Regions from separate parts of the Rattus norvegicus genome. Here region 1 is linked to region 2. A link is a contact called in public Hi-C data. All regions are on one chromosome and are shown on one strand. The core of a region is the stretch at or near the end of the contact, and the rest is flanking DNA. Distances in the headings are between cores, read along the strand shown.

The links. Hi-C and Micro-C count contacts between places; a contact is called where the count stands out from the background.
Region 1: a contact with region 2 is called in a Hi-C map of liver, with 5 times the contacts expected there. The contact joins two enhancer-like sites. A contact is called at or near these places in 4 of 12 Hi-C or Micro-C datasets (the A7r5 cell line, kidney and liver).

What each region holds. Positions count from the first base shown.
Region 1 is chr7:66,104,881-66,111,251 of GRCr8, reverse strand. It overlaps Sdc2 (syndecan 2), which reads right to left. Exons shown (of 5, transcript NM_013082.4): 2 at 1,520-1,631. Among named protein-coding and RNA genes, the nearest start is that of Cpq, 41 kb to the left of the region's middle. Within about 2 kb of position 4,076, at least 8 of the 93 cell types and tissues checked have an H3K27ac peak or open chromatin away from gene starts, as enhancers often do. A contact at or near this core is called in liver, where this site is marked.
Region 2 is chr7:66,065,410-66,071,804 of GRCr8, reverse strand. The region is part of intron 1 of Sdc2 (syndecan 2); the gene reads right to left. Among named protein-coding and RNA genes, the nearest start is that of Sdc2, 56 kb to the right of the region's middle. Within about 2 kb of position 2,429, at least 4 of the 93 cell types and tissues checked have an H3K27ac peak or open chromatin away from gene starts, as enhancers often do. A contact at or near this core is called in liver, where this site is marked.

The sequences.
Region 1 (6,371 bases), core at 2,827-5,326, 38 kb before region 2:
CAAGGTATTATAAACTTTAGATGGCGGGAGATGTTGACAGCAGGGCACGCCTCGGGAAGTTATACCTAGTTATCACCATCTTCCGCATTACCTGCTTCCTGTCAACTATGAGGTGAATGGCGGCCTCCATCACATATTCCAATTGTTATGTTCTATATAAATACATAGAGCCAAACAAATTATCTGAAACTAAGAGCCTTCTTCTATTGTAACACTTCTTTCAGCAATTTTGTCATAGGAATAATAAAACTAACATCCTGGCTTTGATCATTGCACCATCAACACACACACAAACACACACACACACACAATACACATGTGCGTACGTATACACACACGCACCTATATTCATAGGTACGTGAGTGCACACACGCATATGCATGCACACACAGAGAAGTGACGCTATACCAAACAGTAAGTCTAGGATTAAAGTTTTGCTTCACTCTGTGAAAATATGGCTCGCCACCCGGAAATTAAGGGGCTACGTGGACCAAGGCCAAGTCTGCTCCGTTTTCCCAGACACACGACAGAGCTGAGCCGAAGTCAGCCGAGCTTCAGCTACAAGCACACGTGGAGCCAGCGCCTAACTGGAACACGTGCAGAATGATGAATTAAGCAAATGCCCACTGCTGCAAGGCACTGAGTGTGGGGGTGACTTGTTAGGCAGCATTGCGGAGGCCATAGATAACTAATACACTGAAGAAGTCAGAGACGTAAGTCTATTCATATTACTGTTCCTCCCACTTACGCGCAACATACTCTAAAAGCCTGTACGTTTTGTGTATAATCTTAACATAGAGCAGACATTTTATGAAGCTGATATTTGAAGGATTTCTTGAAGGGTGGTTTCTATGACCATACTCTGAAATTTTTAACAATAAAACTGGAGGCTAACACCTCAACTCCACTCGTCTGTGAAACACTTTATGTGATTCTGAGAGTTTGAAGAGCTATAGCCCTGATAGACACATGTGTTTGGATGCTCGTCCATAGGGAGTGGCACTGTTAGGAGATGTAGCCTTGTTGAAGTAGATGTGGCCTTGATGGAGGAAGTGTGTCGCTGTGAGGGCAGGCTTTGAGGTCTCCTATGGTCAAGCTATGCCTAGTATGGCATGCAGTCTCCTGCTGCCTGCGGATCAAGGTGTTGAACTCTGGCTCCTCCAGCACCAGTGCACACGCCTGCCTGTTGCCGTGATGCTAATCGCAAAGCCTCTGAAACTGTGGGCCATCTCCAATTACATGTTTTCCTTTATGAGTTGCTGTCAAGTGTCTCTCCACAGACATGAATCCCTAACTAACTCGGTGGTAAATATGGTTATTTATTTCCACTTTATAAACAAGGAAACAGAGAATCAGCAAAGTTAGATTCCAAAGTTCTCATAGCTTAAATTACAAAGAACTGGAATTTGTACCCCCAAACCAAGCTCATGACTATGGCACACGCTGTGTTTGTCCTGGCAGAAGGCACAGCGTAATGTGTGCATGCCCGGGTATAGAGGCATCCAGCAGGCAGACTTACCTGAGCCAGAGGCAGAAGAATAGTCATCATCATCAATAGGATATAATCCTGAAGCTTCCTCAATGGAGCTGCTGTCAAGGTACATGTCCTTATCAGATGTCAGCTCTGCTCTCTGAGAAAGCAAAGACAAGTAATTCAGGATGGTCCAATTCAGAAAGGCTCTGCTTTGTCTACTGTGCAAATATTGTATATGCTGCACTGAAGACCTGACGCTCCACAGCTGTGCTCTGCACCCTCCTGTCTAGCCACCCTTTACCCAGGATGCCCTAGCAACTTATAGAACACACACACACACACACACACACACACACACACACACACACACACGGAAGCTCATGTGGCTTAATCTTACAGAATGATGATAGCAGACATTCAAGTCTGGCATAGGCTTAGTTCAATCCACTCCACTCCACTCCACTTATCTGAGTATCTGTTGTCCCAAGTTACTAAACTATCTCACACATTTGTTTTTATCATAAATGAGATTCCTTGATGATTAAAGCTAAGCTACAGAATGCCTAAATCATTTTCTAGAAACATAAAGCAAGGTATTATGACGCTAGGCTAAACAATCACACAGGGACGTATCAAGGCACACCAGACATTCACGGGCTTGGCCGTGCTTGGCTTTATCACTACAGACAAGTGCTCCCTAGCTGCTGGGGAAGTCCAGAGATCTCTGTACAGACCAGACCCACGCTGACACAAGGCAAGGCAACCTGTGTGGAACATGGCCTGTGAGGCTCACCTACCAATGGGGAAAGCCCATGGCAAGTCTACTTCTTAGGCTTGCCGGCGTAGCAACGTCTAATGACAGACCCAGATAAACCCACAAGAGTACTTTTTCTTGTATTACTGGCACTTGGTGATAGCAAGTCATGGGCTTCAGTCACCAAATATCCCATTTCCAGAGCTTCTCAGCTTTTCAATAAGAGGCCACGATTAAAATTCAATCTAATCTTGCCAAACTTGCATGAACTGCAGACAGAGCAGAGATGGAATTTTTTTTAAAAAGGATTTAGTAAATTGATATTTTTACTACCAGTATCTCAGACTAGTAGCTTTTGGAACAGATGACATTCATTATTGTCCTATTTTTAATGATCAAATTGAATGTTTGTCCCTCATAGGAATTATAAAAAAAAAAGTTCCCCTTACTATATTGGCTTCTACTAGATTTGGACTGAAAATAAAACTTGGTTTCAGCAGTCAATATGAGTGAAAAGCCTGGGAGAACTAGCAGACACTCTCTAAACAGTAATACTTTATCCTCTCGAGTTTCAGGGGCTGGCTGGAGAGGCAGAAGGATGTTAAATGAGAGCCCACAATCTCCATAGGCCTTGATGCCAAGGAACAAAGAAGGACGGGAATCGCTGAGATATCACTGAGGGATTCAGAGGCTGCAGCCCAGGATTTGGGTTTCAGCAGGCTGATTTGCAGGCATGAGTAACATCCCTCCCACAGCAGCCAAGAATGTTCCCGAGTTATCCTGCCACACAGTTAGAGCTTTCCTTTGTAATCGGAGGCAGTTCTACAAAATACCAGTTTTCAAGCTTCTGATCATACCATGTTTTAATTCTCAAAGCTTGCAAACTTAGTAGGGATGCCTGTATGCTCTAGCCCCGTGCGCCTGACCCCGTTACCTTCACAACTCTCTTGTGGGAGAAGGCTGTGCACACAGACCCCCACGTTCCTGGGACGTCCATTTATACATCCAGGAATTCAAACTACGGCAGGTTGAAAACATGGATGTGTAAATATAGAATGGTACTGAGTCTGAGGTAGGGCAATCACAAGTTTAAGGGCAGCCAGGGCTACCTGATAAGACCCTGTCTCCAAATAAATATATATAAAAAAAAATCAGTATTGAGCATGTACCATAATAAACAACAGCTATTAGTACAGCCATTATAATTAGCCAAAGATGACTTTAAAGTACACAGGAAAAGCCTTGGTATGTGGGAATGCCATTTCATATAGGGAGACTTAAGGGTTTGTAAGTGTTGGTATACAAGGCATCCTAGACTCCACAACAGGATCTTCCCGAAGCCTCCCCGCTGCACATTACTAAACCTCAGTGCCTGGAATACAGTACCAGGTACCCAGAAAACACTCCTGTTGTTGAACCAGTTTGTGCTCCCACCTCAAGCTGCTGTGGGTTCAGCTTGGATTAAACCTTGTCTTTATAAATTACCTAAGGAACCGCCCACCCTGCCAAAGCTTGCCTGCTTTTCAAAGCACCCTGACTTCTCTGGTTATTTTTCTTGTAAGTCCCCTAGTTGTAAACTTGCTTTTCTTCGTAGCACACACGCCAGGGAAGACAGAGGTTTACTGTTGGGATTAATTGGTTCGTGTGTATTCTCCCTGCCTCTGGATGAAAACAAAGTGTCAATACAGATTTGGAACAACCAGTGTGACCTTGTTCTTTGTCCAGCTCAAAGTGCGTGAGTACTCAACAAATATTTGTCAGCTGAGATTACTAAATCACATGGCTTGAGCAACCTTTGACTTGGGTTTCAATAACATACACTGTAAGACCGCTAGGATCCTTATAGTTAAAAGCTCTTGGATCCGAGCCTGGGAGGTAACCTGTCCCACACTTACTACACTGTGCACTGCGCCTCCTTAAGTGACAGGGTCCTTAGAGTAAGAGGAAGATTATAGAAACCAGTTTCTCTTATCTTAACACCAAATGCATTTCATTCTCTTCTTTCTTCTTTCTCAAAGAAATCTGACATGGCAGTGTTAATACTGAGATGATTAATTCTTATATACCAATCAAGGTTCAGCATTAGATGACCCAGTTATCAGGACATGCATTCTGTCCCAAAGCCTGGTAGGTGGGTTTCTCTGGGAGAATCCCAGCAATGCCATATTTTAGCACACTGGGTAGCATGACCAGCCACTGGCAAAAGACTTCAGGGCTTGGATTACTGTAGAACTTGAGAGAGGGCCAGGGGACATCTGGAGACAGAGTCTGGTTGAAGTCACTTTGGTCCTGTAGCACCAGGGTAGTTCAGGGCTGTCCAGATGTCTGATGTATTTGGAGGCAGCCAAAAGTATTTGTTTCTCCACCATCCATTGGGATGCAAGTAATTTGGACATCAAATTAAAATCATCCTTTCCTGCTCTGACTTCAGGAACACTGGTAACAAAGTGGGAATCAGCCACATCCTTCTACAGAGTCCACTTTGAGAGCAAGCAGACCTTTTTCACCTGTAGCAGCTAAAGCTCTATGAACTCCCCATTGCCACATTCCCCCCAAAACACTATCCCAAACAAGACAAATGCCATTTCTGAAGACTTCGCACCCTGTGCTGGTAAAACAGATTTTGTAGTTAACATGCTGAAGAAGTTAATAAATTACATAGCGGTATTCCCTTAAAGTGCGACGTGCATTTCTCTAAGGCCAGGCTAAGGGGCTCTCACAGCTACTGATTCTCCACCGAGATGAACAGCCACTCCCCTTGACTGTATATGCTCTGCACATGCTCAGTGGCACAGAATGAGTGGGTGAAAGGGACTGGGAGAAGAAGCACAGTGGCCAGCAGTGAAACTGGGATTTCCGACAGAGGCTGTTTAATCTGGGTCTCACCAAAGCTATGAGATGGAGCTGCTGCCCTTGGCTAAAAGGGGGCAGAGAGCAAAGCTGGCATTTCACACCTTCCCCTGCTTGGCTGCTGTAAGATTTGAATTCAGGGTCAGAAGAGAAAGCATGGACGAAGAGGAGAGCGGCTAGAGACTGAGCCAGGAGGAGCTGTCTCAACAGTTCCTCCTCTGCTTAACATCCTACCAGTCCAATCCGCCTCATGGAAGATGGGGTTGCCTCGAGTCATAGGTGCCTGTTGTCTTTAATTAATTTTGAGAAATATCTCATCTTTAAAATGCAACAAGAAGAAAGTACTCTTTGGCCAAAAACACTCTTGTCTTTTACTGTGGAGGATCTGACAGAGGAACAAGCCCTTGGATATTTACAAGCACTCATTTTAAGGGTTTATTTAAAGAGACTTGTCTACTACCTAACACTTTCCCAAGCTTATACCATTTTCTCAATTATATTCCATCTAAGCTATTCATAGAAAAAGATGGAGTTGCATAGGGAAAAAAGTTCTTAAAATCTATTCTTAAGGAACTCATAATTCATAACTACATCAAATAGTACTTGTAGATCCTTGGTTATACAGAAAGCTCAGTGGTGTGTGGTGGTGGTGGTGGTGTGTGTGTGTGTGTGTGTGTGTGTGTGTGTGTGTGTTGTGTATATGTTTGTGTGTATGTGCATGTGTGTGTATGTGATATGCATGTATATGCGTATGTGTGTTGGTTTGCATTTGTGCATGCACATGTGTGTGGTTGGACAATAGTGTGTAGGGAAGGGGAAGGCTCATAGAAGAGTGAACATATATGTATATATTCGAAAGGAAATACTTGATTCTGTATTCTAACCAAAAGTTAATTTAAAAACTAATTAACATTGCTCGGGTGAGGATGTAACTCAGGGAAAGAACCTGCTTCAGTGTCTTCTGCATCCTTCCTTGCCTCTGCCTTGCCTACACAAACACCAGTGTGCTCAGGGAGGCAGCATGAGAAGGCTCAACAAAGAGAAGTCAAAGTTTCCTGATCTGCTGGGTCTTTAGGCCTTTTAAAGACAACCTAGTGGATTCCACATCTGGGGAAAATAGAGCCACATTTTCTTGCCTTTATAGAAGGGCATGCTGAGGTGTCTCCAAATGTAAGGAATGCTTGTGGGAGAAACCCCAACTCATTAAGAATGTCTCCAGTGAGCTGGCACTGATGGTGCTCAAGTGTAATCCCAGCATTCAGGAAGCTGGGACAAGAGGTTCAGAGTTTAAGC
Region 2 (6,395 bases), core at 1,180-3,679:
ATCCCTTAGAAGATTAATGAATTGGAGAAAAATTACTTTCTTAACAAGATGCTTCCAGACACTGGAGAAATTTCAACATCCATAACGTCCTGACACACACCACACACGTCGAAGGTATGGCAGGTGGAATGTTACTTCACTTCATACAGAAAGTGACAATCAACAGCAAACAGTAGAAACCTTCTACAGAACAAGGAGCACAGAAAACAAAATCAGGTCTTCAAAACATAAAAATAATGCCACCATCCACCAGTCAGACCCACACCCCGCAAACCCATGTCCTTTCAGGTTTGAAGTTTGGCAGAAAGCTTTAATGATACTAAGAATAAACCTTACAGGGGGCACAGAACAAACGAGTGAGCTGCTCACTTCCTCCCTTAGTTTTAGTTTGTGCTTTAGTTGGTGAACTTTTCCAAGATTTAAATGCAACTGTTCACATTAAAAGAACAAAAATCAGACGGGAGGCCGAAGTTAGATTTGTCTAAGTCAAATGTATCACTTGTCTATAGAGTTAGATTACAACTTGTCTAAAAGGTCACTTTTCATTTTGTTTGGTTTGGTCTTTAAGGTAAAGTGCAAACTGGCTTCTTGGTGATAAATCATAGCTGCCTAAAGTCCCTTCCCTCAGTAGTTGGGGAGAATGCAGCCAAAAGCACGGTAACACGACACCACTTGCTGCTCTTTGATTTTGAAACCTTTGACCAAGATCAATAACATGGGATACGATTCAAAACAGGGGGATAAACAAAACTCCAGGGCTCTAGACAGAACATAGTCCCAAGATGGAGTTCAAATTAAAAACAAGTTATAGTTTGGTATTAGACACTAGAATTAGTATTTCATATCTATTTTGCCTGGAGGTGAGGCACTGACTGGAATACAATTTGGATTAGTCAGGGTTTCTGGGTTACCCTGTAGGGAACAGAGCACCATCATCCCTGTACCCTGATTCTACTGCAGAACAATGGGATTTGATGTTTTGACCAATCCAGGAGGTATTCATACATACACTCTAGGGAGGCAGCATAAACTGTGAATCCCTGCCAATCAAGTCCCTGCAGCCCCATACCCTGTGCCCAACAAGAAACTGGCTGATCTCGTTTCAGAAAATAGAAAGGAGGAAGAAAAAAACTGGAAAGAGGAGATACCTGAGAAAACCTATTCCAGGAAAATAGAAACAAGCACAAGAGAACATGTCTCCTAAGTCGAGAGGAGCTGAAGCAGAGGGAGCCTGGAGACTTCCCCCCAAGGTACTGAGTGAGGTCTGCCCAATGTGCTGGGCTAGTGAAATCTTTTTGGTGGATCACATCCGTCCTTACAAAATGACCTGCCTGCACTTAGAGAGAAGCAAGCTCAATCTGTGGGAAAGCCCGTCAGAGTCTAAATGAACCACCCTGAAACCACCTTGCACTTGGTAACAGAGAGGTATGATTGGGTAAGATCAGGGATCTATAGCTACCTAGGTTTTTCCTGGGCCCACCAGTCCCAAAACTTGGTCAAATAACTGAATTGTTATGTCTCTGCTTTTTTCTATGTGAACAACTGATGATCATGTACCTGACTCAGGAGATGGCTGCAGAAGTTCAATGACTTCAGGCATAGGATGCTGAGAGGATAGGTTTGTACACGGTAAACACCACAGAGAAATTATTACCCCTAGTCACTACTCTGTGAAGAAGAGGCCCACTGCGGTATGTGGTATGGGGAAAAGGTAAGTTGTGTAGTTCTGGCGAGGTAAAGATGGAAGGGTCCTTGAGACTTACTGGCCAGCCAGCCTCAGGACTAGATAAGCTCCAAGTTGGTACAAAACTTACGTAAAAGGACAAGGTGGGGAGCTCCTGAGGAATAACACCTAAGGCTACAGCACATATGTAACTACACACGCCATGCACACACATGTCCGTGCAGACCAGAAACTGTTTGCTTTGACTAGGAAAATGGGAGGCAAGACCAGACTCTCTTCCAGTCCTATTTCATAGGGGTTTCCAGGAAGAACGTGATGCAACCCTGGGCAGCCGTGACATGAACTCTAAGCTACCTGCCTCAGGTAGGTGTGGGACCAAGAAGCCCTCTCCAGAGTCACGTACTTGAACCAGGCAAGATTCCCCAGAGAAAGCCAGCTACTATCTCTGCTCATTGCCATTGCCAATGGGGACTTGTGCTGCTCACTAGGGAAGCAGTACAGCTTGGGACAGCCATCAGTAGGGAGCCACTTGACTCTTGTTATTCATGGGTGAGCCCTGTGTAAGAGGCTGAGTGGTGAACACTCACTAACCATGACCTGCTCCACTTTTCTAAGAACCACTGCAAGTATACTTTAACTAGACCTTATAAAAATGTTCTGACCCAACATGCCCAGAGAGCAGAGGTTGGTTCTTGGGAATTCTTATTACACTATTTCCTAAGGACTCTGGGCATCCTTGTTTATACAGGAATGAGTCCATGTCAGTGAGCATGTGACTTGTACCTGTTGGGGAATATTGAAGTCACCATTTCATCAGGATCTTTGAAAGGAGTTTCATCAATAATTAAAAAAAAAAAACACCAGCAGCAGCCATTCAATTTTGGAGTGCAATTTGCCTCTAAGAATAACTAAACACCCTGTGTTTGGATTATACTTATTCTCAAAGCCTCAAAGAACTAGCTGGGGGCAGACACCTGGTTTCCATCCTGATTTTAATTTTTGTATTTAACAGCAGAGTTAGTTATAAATCTGAGATTTCTGACAAGCTTTTTGAGCTTCTATTTTCTCAGAAGTAGAGTCACTCCCATCCTGGGAAACTTCACTGTGTATCTGGGGCACAGTAGTTCAACACTTAAAACTGAGCTAGAAAGGTTGTAACATTGTAGTCTGTCAGCAAAAAAAGGCACATACACTACCACATTTCAGGAGAAACTGCATATTTTAAATATGCTCATAAGACATTTAAAAAAAACTCTCAATACCTGGATACTATTCACTGAATTGCTAAATAAAATCTTTTTTTTAAGAGATGCAACTGTACTGTGCCATTGGCACTAGTATGAACTCAGTGAAAACTGAATTATCTTTGATGGGAGGTGGTAACAGTCCTGTGAAGCTACCCTAAATAAATAAAGGAAACAAATGGACAATTAGCAAGCATTCCTCAAATTATTGGCTCCCATTAGCCTATCAGGTGGAAGAGTTCTGCTTCTGTGTCCATCAGCTGAATCCATGCCCTTCCTCCCAGAACGGTGTAGCCACCAAGTTCTTCCCAAGCTGGAGCATTTACAACACTCCACACAGAGTTCTCAAAGATAAAAACTTCACTTCCAAGGGCTACCTATAAGATAAGGTTTTTGCTATCTTATTCTTAACCTTTTTTTGTTTCCTTCGTGTCTGATTCAAGAGTCAGACATGCTAGAAAAAAACAAAAACAATTTATTTTTTTTCTCTAAGCCAAGACCTGTACTTGGCGGAAAATGTGAAGGAGGAAAAATGACGGGGGAAATTTGTAAGTAGTCAAAATTGATTTTAACCAACATGGCTCTTCTTATGTTTTCCTAACAAGATGTCTCCTCAATTTTAGTACAACGGGGTTCTTTTGAACACTGACTTTAAATTCCTGCACTTAAGACTACTCAGGAGATGTTTCTGACAGATAGACTTTGTACAGCAGTACAAGACAGAAGAGGTTCTTGGGCCCATTTCAGTTCAATTTGCTGAGCATGCTGGTGAGGAAAGTGCACAGCACAGTAACATGCTGCACTGCCCAATAAATGACTCATCTACGCCCTGTGTGCAGTGCACACAGATATGCTCGGCTGCCTGGTCCACATACAGAGTTGGGGCGAAAGCTTTCATATATACAAATGCATGGGCTCAAGGCTTTCAAAGACATGTATGTGTGTACTACTTGACATCAGGTCAGTCAAGTGCACAGCTCTCAACTCTGCAAAGTCCTTCTTTCGAGTACACTGCCAAGCTAAGTTTTCGCTCTTAAAACTGATATTTTAAGTCACACTCAGACTTTGTAGTCTCAGTCTCCATCTCAGACTCAGGCCCCAGCTGCAGCTACCTCCTGAACTACACCTTGCACTAAAAGGCAGAACCACAGTGACGACATGAAATATAGGTTAAAACGAGTTTTTAAAAACTGGCCAAATACGCACTCAAGCCTGAACACACAAAAACAACTTCTCTGACAAGATGAACCACACCACATATCTGCAGCAGGGATTCTGAGACCTGTCTTTTTTCTTGGCAGTCCCTGCTTCGGAGGACATCTGTCATGCAGCAGACATTACAGCCACCTTTATTATGCATCGTGACTATTTTTATAATTAGAAATTACAAGCAGCAACAGGAAAAGTACCGAAAGGGTCTAAAAAATAGGACTCAGATCTCACCAGGAACAATATTAAAACAGGAGGCCACACGAGGGTCTTGGGTCCCCTAGAACTAGAGTTATATATGGGTAGTTGTTAGCTGCCCAACATAGGTACCAAGAACTGAACTCAGGTCCTCTGGAAGAGCAGCAAGTGTTCCTAACCACTGGACTATCTCTCAAGCTTCTGCCACTTGCAATTTTTATGGAAAACTCACTGAACACTATCCCTGTTGGCCTGACACACAAGCCACTAACAACTTCCACAAATAGCACAGAGCATTAGTGGGGTGGGAGGCCATAAGTTTATGGGAGAGCTTGAGTCATAACTAGGGCTTCCAGAGTCACAGTCACAGTGACTCACGCTGTAGTGGAACTGTAGACGTCTCTTCTTGTATAAAATAATAAATCAGATTTTCAAATGTCTGACTGAAGCTTGAGATGCAAGCAGACTTTCCACAGGAGGCGGGCACCATCACTGAAACATTGTCAGCTCAAAGCTTCAAGACACAGTAATAAACTGAAAACAGTCAGCATCTCCTTCTCCTCGACTCAGATATGAGACTATTCACTCTGACACAAAGAGGTTTTGCAAATCAATAGACCATTTAGAAGTGGCCTGTTTTCATTCTAACACAGTGGCTTTTAAAAAAGTGTCACACCCAATATAGCAGGCTTCAGGGTTTGTGAAAGTGCCAGTTCAGAAAAGCATTGCTTATTGTGATGGTTACCATTGGCAAAGGGAGTTCACAGCAGGATGCTCACCAGGTCTATAAATCAATATATGGAAATCCAAACAAAAGGCTTGTTTAGCTCCTCTTACTAAAAGCATTTTTAATTCCACAAAAGAATCAGAAGCCAGAGACTGTAGCCTGGTTAGAGGACTAATTGTTCTAATGAACCTTTAATGAAACACTTGAGGAATCCATTCACACAGGATCCTGTTTCATACACCAGCTTTTTCCTTTCAGCTGCAAAGTTGATGGTAATTCCGCTCCTCGCTGTTAAAATTGCTATCCCTTTGTGCTTCAGCCTAAACCAATGACACAGCTCTATACGAAACAGGAAAATTTATCATACACGCTACAAAACACCTCCCTTTTTGTTCCCCCTTTCCCAGTTAATGATGGCAGCCCACCCACAGAGAAGCAAATGGAACATCTTCTGCAGGACAGCCAGCCTTTCCTTCCCTAGATACATCACATGACTCCTCTGTCTTCTTTAACAAATGTTTGAGGATATAGTCAAGGCTATGGTCCTTCTTCTCCATAAAACAAACATCTGTACCACTCTATTTCAGGGAATTGGTTCAATGGCCTTCAGTACATTTAGAGTTCATGGTCCCAAGTGAAGTCTCTCTACAAGCTCAATCTCTAACCCTGGACCATCTAGAGTGTCTATGAGGTTCTATTACCACACCTGTAGAGGAATGGATTTAAAAGCTTGCCTTTCGAAAACATTTCAGTGACTGACAAAACCAAACCAAACCAACGAAACAAACAAACAACAACAACAATGAAAAAAAATCCCTTGGAATTCTCAGTAGTTCTCAGATGCCCATACCTTCAGCCCTAGAAAAGTTCTACCTTCAATTTCTGCTTGCTGTTTCTCTCCTGCCTGAACATCCTCTGAGGGTTCTCCAGCATCCCCGATAGGTCTGCCAGGCACAGCACTAGACTCCTCTTCTTATCTGAATAAGTTATAGGCACTGCCATCTGAGGAGTGGCTTCATAAAGCGGGGTTCCAACATTCCAAGATCACTTAGGTGCCTACTGGCAATGCAGATCCCAGGAGATAGACTAATCCCAGAATGCCACGCTGAACAGAGTTTCAGGGTAGAGAAAAGCAGGACTGTGGATGATTACCCAGCTCACTGGATTCCAGGGCATCTGCAGCTCTACAAAGATCAATCTTCCACTAAAACATGGTTAGGCTTCTGTTGTCACATTCTTTTCACATGCCATGGATTCATCCATGCCTGGGACTTTGTCCTGACTCTCACTTATGTAAGGGAATCATCTCCTCTCTGCTTGCCCACACCTTACA